Regions from separate parts of the Zea mays genome. Here all the other regions are linked to region 1. The links are chromatin contacts, called in public Hi-C maps. All regions are on one chromosome and are shown on one strand. Each heading gives the region's core, a stretch centred on a gene start, on an enhancer-like site or on the middle of the called end of the contact. The rest is flanking DNA. Distances are from core to core; before and after follow the strand shown.

Region 1 (3,385 bases), core at 297-2,796:
TGATTTGGTAAGATATGACTGTCACATTAGTCGATGATTTTTGATCACCCTTTAACGTTGGAGGGTTGTCTAGTGCAGCAACCCGCTATTTTGAAGCAATATAAAAAGATAAACAATAAATCTGTCTTTTTCATCTGCAAGCCATGTTTAATTTTGAAATGGACCTGAGTAGCTATTTTATATGTTTACATGTCCTAAAATTGCTACTGTCCATTGCTGCTATAATTACATATGACATTTATCTGAGTTATATGCTTGTTTTATTCAGAATTAAGATATTTAATATATATAAATATATTGAAAGCATTCTCTAAATTTATAACAGTAATAACGGTAAATGACAAAGACGGGTGAAGGTTTTCTATTTGGGAAGGTTTTTCATTTCAGGCATTGTTCGATTATTTCCATTATACATATATTAAATAGAATTGAAAAGAAGACCTTGTTCGGTTATTCTCATTATATATAGATTAGATAAAATTAGAAAAAAATTAAAAAAAATTAATTTACTTAAGATTTAAATTTATCCAATCTCACTCAATCCATAATCTCACTCAATCCATATCCATAATCTCACTCAATCCATGTCAATCCACATGGATTGAGAACAAATAACCAATCGAACAAGTCCTCAGCAGCAGCGTGTCGTCTTTCACAATGACAAAAATCTCCTCACTAACAAGTGCTGTTAGGGCTACAAGAAAGTGGACCGAAGATTTGACGACAAAGAAGTGTTTTATGCAAGCAAGACCACTAAAATGATTGACAGGTTTTATTCCGTTCACAAGTAGCATCAGCAGTGATTTGAGTAGCTGGTGCTGGCCGCTTCTAGTTACGTAGTATACCGTACACGTGCGGCGGCACATCGGCCGCCAGGTAAGTAGTACTAGTACGTAGTAGCAAACACCCAGAAAATCAAGCGCAGGGCCCGCACGAGGGACACGTCGTCACTTGGCCGCCTCCGCCTCCGCCTCCGCCTTGCGGTTGGCTTCGATCTTGGCGGCGATCCCAGCGGCCTCGTGCTCGGCTGCCTCGAGCAGGAAGCTCCCGCCCTCGTCGTCCACGGCGACCTGGAGCGGCTGGGAGCCGAGCCCGTCGGCGACGGCGAGCATGATGCGGCGCATCTCGTCGTGGAACTCGGCGCGGTCGACGGCGCCGCTGTGGTCGGCGTCGAACTGCTCGAAGACGGCGTCGTAGAGCGCGGCGACCTCGGCGGGGAGCGGCGCCGGCTGGGCGGACCCGAAGCCGCCGCCGTCGAGGAGGCGGAAGGACTCGAGCGCGCGCCGGAGCTCGGCGCGGGACAGCACGCCGTCGCCGTTGGCGTCCAGCGCGGCGAACCGCGCGTCCAGGCTGCGCGCGAAGGCCGCCTCGTCCGCCACGAAGCCGCGCACCGTGGAGCCGTCCAGGATCACCACGCTCATGGTGGCCCCTTCGTCCCTTGGACGAGGCTAAGGCTAGCTAGAGCTGGAGACTCGAGAGCTGCGGATGAGCGGAGAGAATGGATGGAGACTCGAGAGCGGTTTTGGTTTGGTGACTGCTCTCCCTCTGCTTCTCCCGGTTGGGTTCGGCTCATGTTTATCCTCCCCCGACCCCGTGATATTTTTGGGTCCGGATGTGGCCAGTGATCACTCGTCTCAACCCACGTGCGCGTGCGCCCCTTGGGCTTGGGCTCCTTCGAACAGGGTGGGATATGAGGAGGTTAAATCTCCTTCTATTTTAAATAGAAGAAGATTTAATCCACTTCTATCTCATTTCATCCATCTCTAATCGAATAAATCCTAAATCAAAAATGATTTATTTTTATTTAGAACTAAATTAATTACACCATCTCTAATCGAATAAATCATAAATCAAAAATGATTTATTTTTATTTAGAACTAAATTAATTTGTAATGTAAGAAATCCAATGGTTTTGTAACTTAAAGTAAAAGGAAATAGTCATCGTGCAGTGCGATACTATTATTCTAGCACGGTGGGCACAGACGATACGAGGTGGTGGTTTGGTTTGGTTCGGTCCAACCGGGGCAGTCTTAGGAAGATAAATAATGAAAAAAGGAGTAGTAGTTTTACTTTGGACATTCTGATGCGCCGGTGTTTTTTTTATCGTTAATACTGACGACGCGAACCTCGCCTTTATCATCTGTCATCATTGCGACCGCCCCTTGGATGGGAAGAATCTAATCTGCCCCGTCTCACGGGTTGATTTGGTGCTCCACGGTCGACGGTGACGCTTGAGATGAGTGAGCACTCGACGCGAAACCACGCTCCTATCGCTTGATTGAGACCTGAGAAATTAGCCGCGGATCTTCCGATGTATGCTGTATATACACAAGTCCAGTTGAAGCGATTCAACGTCGACTATCTAGGACTTGTAACCAACCACTATTGGAACCCGGCCTCGTGATTGATTGGGCAACCCTCTCCTCACCGTATCTAGCAGCTCTCTTGCTTTGCTTTAATAGGGAATACGAGTAAATTTGGAGGTGAAGAAAGTAAAAAAGAATAAAAAAAAAGAGAAGTAGATGGCCGGCCGACCATTGATGCCCTCTTTTTTTTTTGTCAACTTTGTTTCATCGGTCGCTTTTCTGGAATCCAAAATAAAGCATGTGAGTAGAGATGTTGATGGTACCCAATACCCACTAAGTCGTGGGAAATTACTCTATTAGGGTACGGGTATAAAACAAAAATTGTCCCCATGGTATGGATATGGGATAAAGTCTCCACTCATTGAGTAAACGGGTATGAGTTTGGGAAGCAATAATCCAAACCTGATTACCCATGGATATTTCATACGTGTACACCTGTCCTGTTTGTATGAATGAGTTGAGTCTGAGTCGGCCACCAAGCCCAGCACGGCAGCACACCAGGTCTAGGTCCTATCCCAACAAGGCAACACGGCCAGACAACTAGTAGACTAGAAAAAAACAAAACACTAAAATAATCAGCCATACGCTACACCCTGCCAGCCAGCCAACCGACTCCATTTCTTCATTTCTTCTATTGGTCCCGAAGTACTGATTTCTTTTCTAATAGATGGTTGAATGGATCATGGTTCATGGATGAGTACTTGACATGTGGTGATGTCTGAAATCTAGATAGTTTGTGCTAGCTGTTAATACCTAGTTATCCCTTAATTGGAGATGTGGACCCATTGGAGACCTAAAACCCGAATAGGGCTGGGTATGGGATAGGTTTGCACCCATGATGGGTATGGGTATGTGGATGGATCAAACATGATGGAGCTGGGTTTGGGATGCTATAACCCGGTGGAGAATTCCTCATTGACATCTCTACATGTGAGATTAGGGGTGGTAATGGATTACTATCCATATGCACCTTCACAAAGCGTTAAGGTCCTTAAATAATTTTAGTTTAAAAATAAATT
Region 2 (3,385 bases), core at 275-2,774, 170 kb before region 1:
TCGGTAGTTCATTTTTAACTAAACCGTGATAAATAAAAAAGAACGGAGGAGCTTCGCAGCCTGTTTATTCATCACTGGTAGTGTTTTTGACAAGAGCTAGCCCATTTATCAACATCTTGTTTTATGGAAGCTCTGTTCTTCTGTCTGCAAATTGAGCCTCGTTTTTTTTCTCTTTTTGAAAGACGCTACTGGAACATTATTGATAAAATGCCCATCATACATCCTGAGATGGAGATACGAGCGGTGGCCGAGTCAGGTCGTAATGAACTGTAGACGCTTATAGACAGACTTGTAGGTTCTGAAATTTTGTTACCATGCCCATGAATACATCAAGATGAATACATCAAGGTAGTGTTTGGTTCACTCTAGTTAATAGGAATGGTAATGGAATGGGCTGCAGGTGCTATCGGTTTACAGTGTAATGATTACCTGGATTTGTTTGTTTTATTTGAACAGCGCCATTAGATCCCCTAACGGTGTTTGTTTATTGCGTTCACTACCGACCGAAATTGCTACAAGCGCGTATTGTTGCTGTTGGCAAATGGCGCTACTCCTGTGCACATGCAGATATGGAAAACATATAACTGATGCATTACATGTAAAAATTATAGAAACTTGTACAAGTCAAATTCAAAGGAAATTATTTATAATATATTTCCACATATTTATATATATACGACAAATTAGAAAGCACACTACACAGAACAAGAGAAATCTACGGTACCGGGCTGGGAAGAATAAGTGGTAAGCAGTCGTGCTCCTCCTCCCGTCCTATCCCCTTTCCTTCCCTTTCTTTCTCCCTCGCACAAATCCTTGCGCCCGTCTCCTCCCAGCAACGTGGAAGAAGAAGAAATGGATGTAGCAGCGGATCTTGTGAGAGTATCACTTACAAGAATAGATAGCAGTCGGGGTTAGGGTTTGGGTAAAAGATTTGAGACGGAGATGGAGAGGGAGAGGAGAGAGGAGAGAGGACACACCAGGAGCAGGCAGCGACGGTGGATTGTGCGATGGCGGCGCCTCCGATCGTCGCTCTGCAGTCGCGTGGAGAAGAGCTGGGTGGAGTCGCGTGGTGGAGAGTCAAGACACGACCGTCGCGTCGAGGGATCTGACTGCGCCGTAAACCGAGCGGTAATGAGATGGAATGGGAAGGAGCCGACTCCCACCGCGATGGATCACGGACCAAAAAAAGCCCAACCAAACAGCTCCCAAGTTGTTTAGAACAGGATGAACCCTTTACCGGCTTACCGAGCGGCGGCGAAGACGGGAGGCGGGATGGAGCTTCGAGCGGCTGAGCCCCAGTCAGCGCCGAAGAGGACAGATATGTGGCGGCGGCGGATGGCTCCCACTTCCGGCGCCCGATGAACTGGTGAAGTGGAGGCAGGAGGAGGTGCCGCCGGTGTCCGGTCCGGACGCGGACGCGGCGTGGGGAAGATGAATTGGGGATGCCCGGCTGAAATTTCCTGTTGGCCGGTTGCGATAGTCATGATATCCCCTAGGTTTCAAATACCGAAAACACAATTTTCACGGCACCATTCTCTGTGGATGAAAGGCTTGTTTGGTTCGTTGACTAATTTGCCACATTTTGCCACACTTTTGTGCCTAAGGTTAGTTCTTCAATTCAAATGACTAACCTTAGGCAAAGTATGGCATAGTTAGCCACAAACCAAACATGTCTGAAATCCGCAAGGCAGTTTTGCGGATGGAACGTAATAAAGCTCCTCGTTCGAATGGTTTTACGGTAGAATCCTATAAGTTTTTCTTAGGAAGAATAAAGGATGATTTACTAGCCTTGCCTTGTTCGTGGATTTTCACAATGATACGTAACCAATTTATAGCCTAATTTTGGAGTTATTAATCTTCTACCTAAGAAAGGTAATGCCTAAAAAAATACAAGAGTATCGACCTATTTACTTACTTTAATGTTAGTTTTAAGATTGATACTAAAGCCCTAAAGAACATAATAGAGATGGTAGCAGATAAGCTTATTAATATCTCTTAGACCGTTTTCTTGCCTGGTCATAATATTCTTGTAGGTATAATTATGCTTCATGAGGCTATTTATGAGTTGCAAAAGGAAAAAAATGAATGGATTAATTCTAAAACTATACTTTGAAAAAGATTACTGTCGGCGTTTCGAGACCGGGGGTCCCTAAGCCGACGAGTGAATGTCGCCGCGTGACCCAGCCCAGATGGGTCGACGCGAGGCCGAGCGCGAAGGGGGGAAGTGAGGTGGCCGGAGATGGGCGTGAGAGAGGTGGAAATCCCGCGGCCTTCGTGTTCATCCCGCGCCCAGGTCGGGTGCGCTTGCAGTAGGGGGTTACAAGCGTCCACGCGGGAGAGGGAAGCGAGCGGCCCCAGGAGAGCGTTTGTCCCGTCCTCGTCCCCGCGTGGCCAACCCTCTCTAAGAGGGCCCTGGTCCTTCCTTTTATAGGCGTAAGGAGAGGATCCAGGTGTACAATGGGGGTGTAGCAGAGTGCTACGTGTCTAGTGGGGGAGAGCTAGCGCCCTAAGTACATGCCGATGTGGTAGCCGGAGAGATTTTGGCACCCAGCTGGTGTGATGTCGTGGCCGTCGGAGGAGCGACGGAGCCTGGCGGAGGGACAGCTGTCGGAGCGGTTGAGTCCTTGCTGACGTCCTCGTGCTTCCGTAAGAGAGCTGAGAGTCGCCGTCGTCACAGAGCATGCGGGGCGCCATCATTGCCTATCTGGCGGAGCTAGCCAGATGGGACACCGGTCTTGTTCTCTGCGGCCCTGAGAGCACCTAGAGGGGGGGTGAATAGGTGATCCTGCGAAACTTGAAAAACTTAAGCCACAAAACTTGGTTAATTGTTAGCACAATAATTGCCAAGTGGCTAGAGAGGAGTCAAAACACAGTAACCACAAGAAATCAATCACAGAGATGGCACGGTGGTTATCCCGTGGTTCGGCCAAGACCAACGCTTGCCTACTCCACGTTGTGGCGTCCCAACGGACGAGGGTTGCAATCAACCCCTCTCAAGCGGTCCAAAGACCCACTTGAATACCACGGTTATTTGCTTGCTTTTTCTCAATCCCGTTTGCGAGGAATCTCCACAATTTGGAGCCTCTCGCCCTTACACTTGAAATTCACAAAGAAGCACAGAGCAAGGAAGGGATTAGCAAAGCACACAAGACACAAGAATCAGAGTGTCAACACGCACACACGTCGCAACAAGAGCTCGCAACACAACTCAATGAGTTCACAACTCCACTAGAGCTCTATATGCTAACACAATGAAACAAATGCGCGGAATCGGTGTCTTGGTGCTTAGAGATGTTGTAGGAATGCTTGATGTCCTCCTCCATGCGCCTAGGGGTCCCTTTTATAGCCCCAAGGCAGCTAGGAGCCGTTGAGAACAAATCTGGAA
Region 3 (3,385 bases), core at 243-2,742, 170 kb after region 1:
ATAATGAATTCAGAAGCTGAAGCAGGTTGTAGTAACTTACAGCTGGTGTGGGCTCAGACCTCGTGCCATTTGCGGTTCTCATCTTGCCCTCCTCCAGCCCTATTGAAAGTGTCAAAAGGAGAAAATGAATCGTACAAGTATAATAGGCTTCCTAAAGCTTTAATACAGAGAAAATATGACAATGGAAATACAGTGCTGTAGAGAGGGACAGACAGACTTCCCCTGATGACTGACTATTCAGAGTTGAGCATATAGACTGATTACACGCAGAACTGCCAGTTTGTCACAAATAAAACTCTAACTAAATGATCCATTAAGACTGATTCCACGTAAAGTTTTTTTTTTTGGTTTCGATCCACTACTCTAACTAAATGATCCATTAATCAATCTCGCTACATGTTGATTGGCTGAAGGAAAATAAAACTCTCAAGAACAGGATTACTGCAAACTGCAATGAACCCGAACTTTCAGTCGCCTTGTACGTGATAATGCAACGTGCAACCAGACCAAAAGCATTGGCAACAGTTGGTTTACCTTAGGCAGTGGTGTACTACTACAGCAATATAGGATTAGTAGTTCGCGACGAAAAGAGTAAATCTATCCCAAGAGGCAAGAACACACTAACACAGACCTCCACCAATCTGAATTTGCAGCCCGTGCTAGTTGCACCCACCCGGCGACAGGAAAAAGTGGTGTGCGCATTCAACCCAACCCCGGATCCCCCAGTCGTTGTGGCGGCATTCACAGTAATCAGTACACCGCCCAGCCCAACTGCCCAACCCCAACTGTTACAAGCCAGAACAGAACGAACGGGAGTCGGTACTGACACGTGACTCTTGTTACTGACCTGCATCAGAACCGCCGGTAGCGGCGGTGCCGGTGCTGCGCCCCTGTGACCGTGAGACGACGTAGGAGATGGCGACGTCGGCGAGCATGGTGACGACGTAACCGGCGCAGGCGAGCATGAACGCCCAGGGGTACCCGCTGTCGGGGAGCAGGTCCCCAAACGTCTCGTTTGCGTCGCTGAGGAAGTGCATGAGCGCCGTGCCGAGGAAGACGCCGCCCGCGAACTGCGTGCCCAGCGCGAGGAACGCCTCGTTCCAGCGCATGAAGTAGGGGGACACCCCGCCCAGCAGCGTGCCGACGAACACCACCGCCAGGCACCACAGCTTGGCCTCCACCAGGCTCCGCGCGCGCAGGTCCGGCCTGGCGGCGGCGCCCCCATCCGCGTCGGCGTCGGCGTCGGCGTCGGAGTCCCCGCCTCCGCCGTGCGCCCACGCGGCGGCCGCGAGGGAGAGGCAGAGGAGGAGGCGGAGGCGGTGGTGGTGCTGGGCGTTGGTGGCGCGGGCCATGGCGCGGGACCGCGAGCGAGGAGGCCGTGGACTCGTGACCCGGGAAATGGTAGGCGGACGCCGGACGCGGGGCGGATTTGGGTTTATTCTCGGTACGATGCGAGGCGAGGCGGGGGGCCGGAGGGCTTGGAGATGGCTGGCGTGTGGGGCCGGAGGGCTTTGTAGTTTGTAGTACTACAGCAGGAGCCGGGACGGATCCTCGGAGTTGGGGTTTTTTTTTTACTCGATCGTTTGCATCGTTGGACACTGACAAGGTAGGGTAGGCTGTTGTGGGCAGCTACAGAAGCAACGACGCGGTACAGGAAGCAGGTGAACGTGCGATAGCTGGTAGTACAATTGTACCAGCCAGACAAGGCCGCGCCAGTTTCGTTGTGTCGTGCAGATAGTGACAGGATTTGGAAAGTCCCATTGCACCTCCCTTCCCTCTTCTTTGTTTCTAGAGGTAGAAATACACGAGGACAAATTTAATATTTTTAATAGATATACATTAAATTTGATGTTAATTTTTTAGTTATGTTGTTAAGTATATTATGAAAAAAATAAGAATATATTTTTGCGAAATTTTTATATTATTTGCTCCTTACATGAAAAGAGTAAAAAAATTATTTGAATTCAAATCCGTATCTAAATTTTATATATATCACTCAAGAGAATATAGGACAAATGTAAGGTTTGCTTTTTATTAACGAACTCAATGTTTAAAACAAAAATATAGATTTACATATAGATTTTTTTATCATATTTATTCATAATTACATTAAACATTTAATATCCGAATAAATATCTTGATCCATCTCTACTCGTTGGGCCCTCGTCTTCTCACTTGGAAGGATGCCATAAAATAAAATTGCCAATTTAGGGCTTGTTCGTTTAGCTCTCAATCCATGTGGGTTGAGTGGGATTGGATGAGATTGAATCTCAAATAAGTCAATCTTCTTCTTAAATTTTTTCAATTTTATCCAATCTATATACGTTGGGAATAACTGAACAAGGCATTAGATAACATTGCCACACTGGGTAGACTTTCCGGTGCTTAGCGAAGTTGTCCATGGAAGACAGCGAATTACGAAAAATGGGACCGTGCTACGGTACACGTCCCTTTCTCGCCTCCTAACTTGCATCAACCTGGTGTAGAAAATTAAAAGTACACCAAAACTTTTGACTTGTTTTGTGCCTCACTCAAACAAACCGGTAAGCAGTGATACAAATGGCCGGTAGACTCTACGGAGTAATATATTGCCACTTTGAGCATCAGATCCACGCCCACCCGTAAGTGACCAAACACACATGTGATGGAAAAAAAAAACTTTGCACCCAGGGTGCAAAGAATCTCTTTTACAGTCATTCACATTCACTATTTAGTGGTCCATATAAATAGAAAAAACAAATTATTAAAGAGTTAAGTTGTAAATTTTGATATGTTTTTGTGTGCCTCCATGTGGTGGATGTGAGATGTCGTAAAAGAGGATATTTGCATCCAGGATGTACATAATTTTTCCATGTAATGTGAATGTACTATAACCAGTATTGGTTTTTACACCCTCAGTCCCAATGCGTTTAACTTTTTTTACCAAATTTGATTTGCTCGTCTTATTCATTTTTTTGCTAAATAATGAAAAAGTAAATCCATACTTAAAGTATAATACATGTTGAACGATGTAATTAATATCATAATTTTTTAATAAGATAAGTTGATCAAACTTAAGGTAAAAAAGTCAACAGATTGTAAATTAGAACGAAGTGAGTACTATATTATATATTTTTTAGAAAAACAAATCATATGTGTCATCGGATTTTATACTTCTTCCTTCTTTTTTCTATAGTGTTAATGAGTCAGATTTTTTTCCTTATGCGACAAGCAAACATATTTAGGCCCCGTTTCAATCCTACTAGATAAACTTTAGCAACTTTTTTTAGGTATTTTTAGCCATTTAGTGATCTAAACAGGAGAGCTAATGGTGGTGTGATAAAATTTAGTATTTATTATCTCATAAGCTGCTCAAGGGGTGCTAAAAGTAGCTAAACGTGGGCCA

The links. Hi-C and Micro-C count contacts between places; a contact is called where the count stands out from the background.
Region 2: a Hi-C map of leaf shows a contact between it and region 1, with 5 times the contacts expected there. The contact joins the promoter of LOC100274688 here to the promoter of LOC100191804 in region 1. A contact is called at or near these places in 3 of 25 Hi-C or Micro-C datasets (ear and leaf).
Region 3: a contact with region 1 is called in a Hi-C map of leaf, with 7 times the contacts expected there. The contact joins the promoter of LOC103643118 here to the promoter of LOC100191804 in region 1. A contact is called at or near these places in 4 of 25 Hi-C or Micro-C datasets (bundle sheath, ear, leaf and 1 more).

The regions. Positions count from the first base shown.
Region 1 is chr1:72,341,965-72,345,349 of Zm-B73-REFERENCE-NAM-5.0, forward strand. It overlaps LOC100191804, which reads right to left and starts at 1,547. Exons shown (of 1, transcript NM_001137229.2): 1 at 720-1,547. The coding sequence starts at 1,421. The coding sequence ends at 948.
Region 2 is chr1:72,170,595-72,173,979 of Zm-B73-REFERENCE-NAM-5.0, forward strand. LOC100274688 reads right to left here and starts at 1,525. Exons shown (of 21, transcript NM_001360644.1): 1 at 1,246-1,525; 2 at 978-1,109; 3 at 725-885.
Region 3 is chr1:72,507,887-72,511,271 of Zm-B73-REFERENCE-NAM-5.0, forward strand. LOC103643118 (zinc transporter 2) reads right to left here and starts at 1,493. Exons shown (of 4, transcript XM_020546406.3): 1 at 848-1,493; 2 at 41-99. The coding sequence starts at 1,352.